2 separate regions of the Cricetulus griseus genome follow, and region 2 is linked to region 1. The links are chromatin contacts, called in public Micro-C maps. All regions are on one chromosome and are shown on one strand. The core of a region is the stretch at or near the end of the contact, and the rest is flanking DNA. Distances in the headings are between cores, read along the strand shown.

Region 1 (4,139 bases), core at 1,482-3,981:
AAGGCTGGTACAAACTCAGTTGCTACTCAACAAAATAAAGAAAGCAAATAGAGTGTCTTACTGGGGGAGAAGTGTAATAGGTTTACTAACAAGCTACTTCTGTGCTGTTCTGTCTCCACACACTACCACCTTCCTCAACGCTGCCCTGGCAACAAATCCGTTTACACAGCAGTGGTTTCCTAGACTAGGAGTTTCTTGTGGACACAAGCTTAGACATTCTGGCATTTCCATTGCAGAGCTAAGTGTTGTCCTGTAGATACAAAATAGGTGTTTCCTGGATGAATCATCAGTCTGCAGCCAGTCCTCTACTTATGATTCTCCTTTCCAAAAAAAAAAACAAAAGCAAACAAACAAAAAACCCATATTGATCTAAAACTAAAGGCAACACAGCAGTAATGGCCATTCTTTGGTTCACGTCCTATAGACAGACATATTTATCAACCTGGAGGACCTACACATTTATAAATAAGTATGATCCTGAATTGGAAGACAGGCCTTAAGTGCTCCAATGATGAGATGTCAATAGCTTTGCACCTATTTCCCCCCCCAAAGGGTATATTATTTATTAAAATGTATAGTAGTTAGAAGAAACATCAGCCATAACCTTCCTCCCTTTAAAATGACATTTCATATGTGACAGAATTATTTTGTGATTCTAATTGAAGTATGGATACATTTTATATATTGATTTACGTATCCATATATAAAAAACACTCTAGAGAACTGATGTTTATTAATAAATGTTTGACTGTATACTTAATTAACATATAGAAAAAAATGTAAGGATTATATAAGTAGTAAGTAAGTTTATAAGTGTGGGAAGTCTGACTGATCACGTATTTGTCTTCTCCACTAGCCTCAGCTAACACTTGGAAGCCAAGCATGGCTTGCTTCTCCACAATTACTTCTCCGGACATTCCAAAGGCATCAGGTCAGTCTTGGTAACAAAGTAACACCTTCAGTCTACAAACTGATCCTATAACCTTTTAAAGGTAGTTATACTGAGAACCTTTTGGATAAATGCTACAATGGCTACAGGGGCTCAGAATATACAATGAAACTGGACCTGTGAACTATTTCTAAGTAAAAAGTCAAGCAGGCCTCAAACCCACCCTTCTATTCAGCAAGAGTTTAGGCACTTTTCTAAGTCTCTAGTTCAGCACACAAGATCTGACTTTAAAAGTAAATGGTGAAGGCTGTGCTTTGGAGCATTTCCTATGGCAGGCAGTGCGAGTCAGGGGTCCATACCGACACCTTTGAGAGCACTGTTAAATATGCATGCTACCAGACAAGGTGCAGGGACAGAAACCCGGGAAGGAATAATGGGTGCTAAGGCAGTAGCTGCTCCCATGGCTAGCTCGACTTAAGAGACAGGGTAGGTGTCTGCAGGCAATACACAGGAAGATAACCCAAGTCAAAGTATCTAGCTTTGCACAGACCTGCTTCTGCATGGGATTCAATTTTAGGTAGAAAGCTTCCCACCAGGTCCCTTGACTAACGTAAACCGCCTGCATATCAACACACAAAACCACATACCTTCAGGAAAAAAAAAATGCTTACAACCTAAACATGCCGCCGTTAACTGCAAACACTACATCTTGTTTTGAACATGGGTATTGCTCATCTATTTTGAATTCTGAAACTAGGAGACAGTTTTCTGAGAGCCTTCACAAAGGCCTTGCCTCTAGGCTGCTTCAAAGCAAACGACAAATAGGGAAGAAGAAAAAGAAGAAGAAGGAAAAAAAAAAAAAAAGCTAACACTGAAAACCACGTGTGTCCGGGTAGGAAGCACTCGATTTCCCGAAAGTCAACTTTTTATGTTGCCGAAACACTGCAAAATTTTCTAAATATCCAATTTGAAATCTCTGTAGCTACTTGTCTCACACTTTTCAACAGAGTAGGGATTCCTTCTTTAGGGTCCCATGAGATCTCCCGTAAATATTAATTTATGGGATACAAATAAGAATTTAAAAAAAAAAAGAGAGAGAAAGAAAGAAAGTGGACCCCAACAGTCCCAAAGCTCCGTAGCGGAACCTGATGTCAACAAAGTGGATGGCAGGAGGAGAGGCTCTGCGTGCCCGGGGCCTGCAGCAGGTGGGGCAGGGGTGACCCTCCATTTCTGGGAATTTCGGAAAAAGGACCCTCCCTTGGCCGCCAGGGTGGGTGGGCCTCGCCGGGTCCTCACCGGGTCACAGCCGGAGAAGGGAGCAGGCCTCGGGCGGTAGCTCCCTCCACTCCGCCCCGCAGCGAACCGCCAGTGCCGTCCCCAGATCCCAAAAGGCAGCTCCAGCGTCGCGCACCCTCCAGGCTCCGCCAGAGCCACCCGGAGCGTCACCCGGGGCTCCGGGACGGGGTCCCCCGCAGCTCCCAGCCCCAGGGGCGCGCCTCAAGGTGACACGTCCCCGCGCCGGGCGTCCCCGCCAGGGCCCGGCTCCCCTCACCTGGCAGCGGCACACGATGTCGGCGTCCTGCGCCAGCAGATCCACCACCTTCCCTTTGCCCTCGTCGCCCCACTGCGCGCCCAGCACCACCGTCACCCGGTTCCCTCCGGGCGGCGCCCTGGGGCGGCCGCAGTCGCCGTTGGGCAGGGAGGCGGCCGCCGGGTTGCTCTCGGAGATCGACATGGCTCCCTCCGCTCAGGCCACGAGCGCCGGGACGAGACGCGGCGGGCGAAGCGAGCGTGAACCCAACTGCTGCGCCGCCGCCAGCCACATGCGGAGGAAGAAGGAGCCAGAGGCCGGCCCCGCCCCCGCCCCGCGGGCCGCCACCCTCCCGCCAGGCCCGCCCGCGCTCCGCCGCCGCCGCCGCCGCCGCCGCCGCCGCGCCGCTCAGGGCGGGACCACTTCGCGCAGGCCGGAGCCGCAGCACCGCCCGCAGGCGCCGCGGCCTCAACTGCCGCCACCCCAGGGCCCAGGCCACACCCCTTCTCCGGCCTGGCGCGCGGCTCCGCCGAGAACCGCGCGAGAGCGGAGGGCGGAGGGGCGGGGCTAGGAGAGCTCCGCCCTCTGCGCCCCGCCCACCAGCCCCTCCAGGGGCATTCAAACTCCAGAGGCGCGGAGGGACGTGAGGGCCGTGAGGGCCGTGAGGGGTGTGGGACTACAACTCCCAGCATGCCGTGCCGCGAGGCGGCCATCGAGGCGCGGCGCCATGATGTCATGGTCTACGGGTTTGGGTCTGAGAAAGCCAGTTTTGTTTTCTGAGTTGAAAGACTTGGTTTGTTAGGGAGCGAAATACCCTCGTAAAATATAAACGGGGATTTAAAAACGCACGGGGGCTGGAACGGAGCCGAATACATTTAGAACTAAAAACAGGACTAGAAGTGCAGACTCAAAAGCAGAGAAAGTAGAGGATTTAGGAAATGCAGAGAAGTCCTAACTTATCATTTTACAGTACGCAGAGATGAGTCAGTTAGCCACGTTATATCCGTAATGCGCCTGTTTTCTTTTAGATCCCCACAACGTATTTTATAAAATAAAATACATCCTTTCTACAAAACAATTTCTCTCCCTCTACCGCCCCTCCCCCCTCTACCGCCCCTCCCCCCCACAGCCTGCTTTTCCCCTCTTGAAGTGTTGGAGATCAAATCCAATCCTTGTAATCTGAGGCCACTACTCAACCACTGAGTTATGCTCTCCAGGCCTTCAGACTTTTATACAGGGCTTAACTTGCTCAAATGAAGTTTGAAATGGCACCGTAGGCATCTTGTTTGCAGATTCGGTTAGCCTGTGGACTTCCTCTGTGTTCTGCTCTCAGAGTTTCCATTGTCGCTGATTTCAGAGTATGCCTAATGTCTGTCTGAAGTGGGTTTTTCGTTCGTGTGTGTGTGTGTGTGTGTGTGTGTGTGTGTGTGTGTGTGTGTGTGTGTGTGTGTGTGTGTGTGTGTATGTGTGTGTGTGCGCGTGCGCGCGCGCGCGCGCACATGCTCATGAAGGCCAGAAGAGGGCGTCAGATCCCCTGGAGCTCGAGTAACAGGCGATGGTGAGCCATCTGATAGGTGCTGAGAAGAGCATCCCCGCATCCTCTGGAAGAGCAGCAAGGGCTCTTAATTGCTGAGCCACATGTCTCTAGCCCTGATCTAATGTTTCCACTGCAACCCAAATTAACTGTGACATAAAGTTTGGATAAAAACTGCTTTGAAA
Region 2 (3,997 bases), core at 1,224-3,723, 66 kb before region 1:
CTGGGGTGGGGGAGGGGCTGCCCAAGGCTTTTATTTTAAGTGAAGTCCTGGAAGCATAGGCTGGTAGTAGAGTGTCCGTCTACCATATGCAAGGTCCTGGGCTCCCTCCCCAGCACAAAAGGCAGATTATTATATAGACGACAGATAGATAGATAGATAGATAGATAGATAGATAGATAGATAGATAGATCCATCATTGCCATTAATCTCTCAATGTCATGTTCCTGAATCTCAGAAAACAGAAACAAAAATCTTATAATCCAGGAAGGACCTGTCCCTTCCTCTTGTGCATTTTCTCTGTCCTCAAGCATAATAGGACTTTCAGGTTTTTAGGAGCCACTCAGATCTGAGCCAGGATTAATGCCAAGCCAGAGCTCCCACATAAAAAAAAAAAAAAAAAATCGTAAAATAATCTCAGACTTCATACTTGGCTCTCCTCGCATCTTGTACAAAAGCCTGTTGAACCAGTTTAACAACCTTTGTAGTTATTAGTAAATTTTTTAAAGCATATTTATTAACTCAGAATTTCATATAATGTATTTTGATTGTATTAACCCCAACTCCTCCCCTTAACTCCTCCCAGATCTGCTCCCACTTCTCTACACCCTAACTTCTTGTCCATTTTTGTAAATAACCCATCAACTCCAATCTGGGCTATCCGTATACCCCTGGGTGTAGGACCATCCACTAGAGCATGGTTGACCTACCAGGAGCCACAATCTTAGAGAAAACTGGCTCTCCCTCCTCTACAAGCCATCAGCTCTGCATAGCTCCTGGGTTGGGTATTGGCTCGAGAACCCCCTACTTAGATGATCTTGTGCGGATCGTGTGCGGGGAAAATACAGCTGCTGTGAGTGCATCCATCAGTCCTGTCATATCCAGAAGGCTTGGTTTCGTCCTTGTCCTCCCCAGGTGCTGGCTCTTACAAGCCTGCTACATCATCTTCCTAAGTGGCTCCTGAGCCTCGGGAGGTGGGGATGGTGACAGATCTCCTATTTGTGGGTGAGCACTTTCATTATCACTTACCCTCTGTGCTCTGACCAGCCTTGAGTGTCTTCTTCACCACCATCCAGTACACAAAGAAACTCTCTGACAAAGTCTGAGAGCTACATTAATCCCAGTTTAGAGCCTGGGTAAATCAATTACTAGCTACTGAGGCCTTTAAAGAGCGGACCCGGCACATACTGAGAAGAGATGGATAGGACAGGAGCTCATTAAGTGTAAGGAACATCAGGGAATCATGGAGAAAACGTTCCCAAGTGAAGAAGCCATGAGTCAGAGATGACTAGAGGGCACTGACTTCATTAAAAACCTTTCCTTGGAGACTCCAAAAACAGAATTTGTTTTCCGCCAGGAAAATATACCGCAGCTGTGACTCAATCCTGACTCCAAGTTCACTGACCAGTCAACTTTCAGGACGACCACTGAGGGGTCCCGTTGACCCAGCTTCCCTACGACATAAAAATGTGACTAGAAGTCATTTCCTTTGCTCTCTCACCTCTTCAGAAAAGGAAGGGGGGGGGAAGTCTGAGAATTACAGAGTTGAGCTGAGAAAGCTCCTTATACCTCAACTTTCCCATCTATAAAAATGCTGAGGATGAGGACTGAGAATATAGCTCAGCGGAGGAGCATGTACTTAGCGTGCCCAGGGCCTTGGGCTCCAACCTCAGCTCCAGGCATGGAGGAGGTGAGAATTAAATACTCTAATACAGCCTCATGTGATGGTGTATGTAAGTGATCCCAGCACTCTGGAGACAGAAGCAAGAGAAGCACAATTTTTTGGGCAATGAGCAACACCCTATTTCAAACAAAGAAATTAGAATATTTATTCTAAACCACACAAGATACTGAGAATCATATCTGCTTATGAAATAGCTTCTTAATCAATGTCTGCAGCCATCGCCAACATCATCACCACCATCATTGAAAGGCTTATCATGGTTTTGCTTTCTGGCCTAACTTCTTTCTCTCCTCTGTCCTATAGTCTCACATATCAGTCGCACCCTATGACAAGAGATAAATAGTGTCCCTTAAATTTTTATATGTTGAAGTCCTAACCCAAAATACTTCAAAATGTAGAAATGAGTTGCTGAAGATATAAAGATAAAAGTTAGAGAAGGATAAAAAAGGGGGAGAGACAGAAGCACACACACACAGGGAGAGAGACAGACAGAGGAGAAAGAGAGACACATTTGAAGAGAAAGGCAGAGATCAAAATGACAGGGTTAGTAAGTGTGTCACTGTTTCCTCTTGGTTAGGCATGACCATTGCCATCTCGAATAAATACTTTTGAGATCACTCATCCGGTGAGTGAGCCCTATAACACTCCCTCAAAGAAAGAGGGAAGAGGCTCACCAAGCTCACAGAGTTTATGGCGTTTGTGAGCCTTCATGCAATCCTTAGGATAGCCCAGCAGAGCTATACAAGAGGCTAACAGCTGGCTGTTACTCAGGCAGCTCGCTGTTGACACAGCTCCCTGTGAGTCACCCACATTTCTGTTAGTAACCCCAGTAAGCTCAAGCGTTCACCAAGATAGACTTGGAGGGAATCTTGTCTTTGGTCTATTGGCACCCTCTATTGGGGAGGGTGTGAATAAATAGTTTCTTTACATTTCCCCCAGGGACAGTCACGCAGACTCTCTCTGGCAACCTTTATCAGAACCAGTCTTGTCCACACTGTATCTCCAACTGTAGCATCTAGAAGTATGAAATGGCAAGTATCCCTTAGCCACGTCCTCAGATGTGGTACTTTATACTAAATGAGTCCATGCCAACTGACGCGTGGCTTGGCTTCCCCCATCTCCATGTTCTGATAGTTCTGTATCTCAAACACCTATTCAGCTGCTTGGGTTATCTGCAGTCAGAATAAAGTTGCTCAGGGCTGGAGAGGCCCTGGGTAGCTGTGGTCCAAAAGAGAGGGAAAGAAAGACAGAAAACTGTGATGGTGTAGCACTTGGGAGGCGGAGGCAGGTGAGTTCAAGTGTAATGAGTCCCAGGACACGCAGGGCAACTAAGTGAAACCCTGTCTCAAAAACCCAACCTCCCCAATCTCATTGCTCTCTACATGTGCCCTTGATAAATGGCTCTTACCACACTTTCCAGCTATTTCTATTTTCTTATATTTAAAATATATTTGTATTATATAGATTAAAAATCAGAACCAAATTTTCAAAGTCAATTTTATTTATGTATTATTTATTTACTTATTTATTGTGTGTTTGATGTATGTGTTTGTGTATACATGTGCACTCACATGTGTGCAATGGATGCCAGAAGTCCGTTCCAGGTATCTTCTATGTTTTCTTCTGTTGTTCTTCAGTTTATTATCTATGTGTGTCTGTATGTGTCTGTGTGTGCATGGACATGTGTGTGCAATATGAGTGTTGTAGGTGCCCAAAGAAGCTAGAAAAGGCATATGATCCCCTAAAACTAGAGTTAGAGGATGTTTTGAGCCACTTGGCATGGGTGCCGGGAACTGAACTAGGGTCCCTGGAAGAGCAGCAAGCCCTGTTATCCACTGAGCCGTCTCCAGCACCAACATAGGTTTCCCTTTTGCGCTGAGTTGTTTCCAGTTCAAACACAGTAACTCTCAAGGAACCAGCCAACTTAATTAGGGGATCTGCACCCAATTTTGCTCATTATGGTGTGAAATTCTTCACCCAGAGAGTTTCCATTCTGCCGTGTTTTTCAAAACGCAATGCATGATCCCCAACGGAGCATACTTGGGAATTCGTCTACCCCTACGTGTGATGACAAGTCTTTCTTATGTGAATCTGTGCAAGCTTCCCTTGTAGAAGCTTCTGGCTTGCCTTTGCTTGGAGAAACACTGTGCTCGGAATAATCTCTCCCCATCCACTCTTTGGTCTGGTTGGGCAGATTGGCTCTGAGCTCGTCAAGGAAATGAAGCCATTGCGTTTGGTTGTATAAACAAGACTCACATCCAACCTCCCACGCTCTGTGAAGCACTACTTTGTGCTGTCTTCATTACTCCCAGGACT

The links. A called contact is a pair of places that touch in the nucleus more often than the background predicts.
Region 2: a Micro-C map of the CHO-K1 cell line shows a contact between it and region 1, with 4 times the contacts expected there. The contact joins the enhancer-like site here to the promoter of Adss2 in region 1. A contact is called at or near these places in 3 of 8 Hi-C or Micro-C datasets (the CHO-K1 cell line and fibroblasts).

Annotation. Positions count from the first base shown.
Region 1 is chr5:16,048,395-16,052,533 of CriGri-PICRH-1.0, reverse strand. Adss2 (adenylosuccinate synthase 2) reads right to left here and starts at 2,731. Exons shown (of 13, transcript NM_001292059.1): 1 at 2,442-2,731. The coding sequence starts at 2,624.
Region 2 is chr5:16,113,802-16,117,798 of CriGri-PICRH-1.0, reverse strand. No RefSeq gene overlaps it. Among named protein-coding and RNA genes, the nearest start is that of CUNH1orf100, 20 kb to the right of the region's middle. Within about 2 kb of position 2,473, at least 3 of the 6 cell types and tissues checked have open chromatin away from gene starts, as enhancers often do. A contact at or near this core is called in the CHO-K1 cell line and fibroblasts, where this site is marked.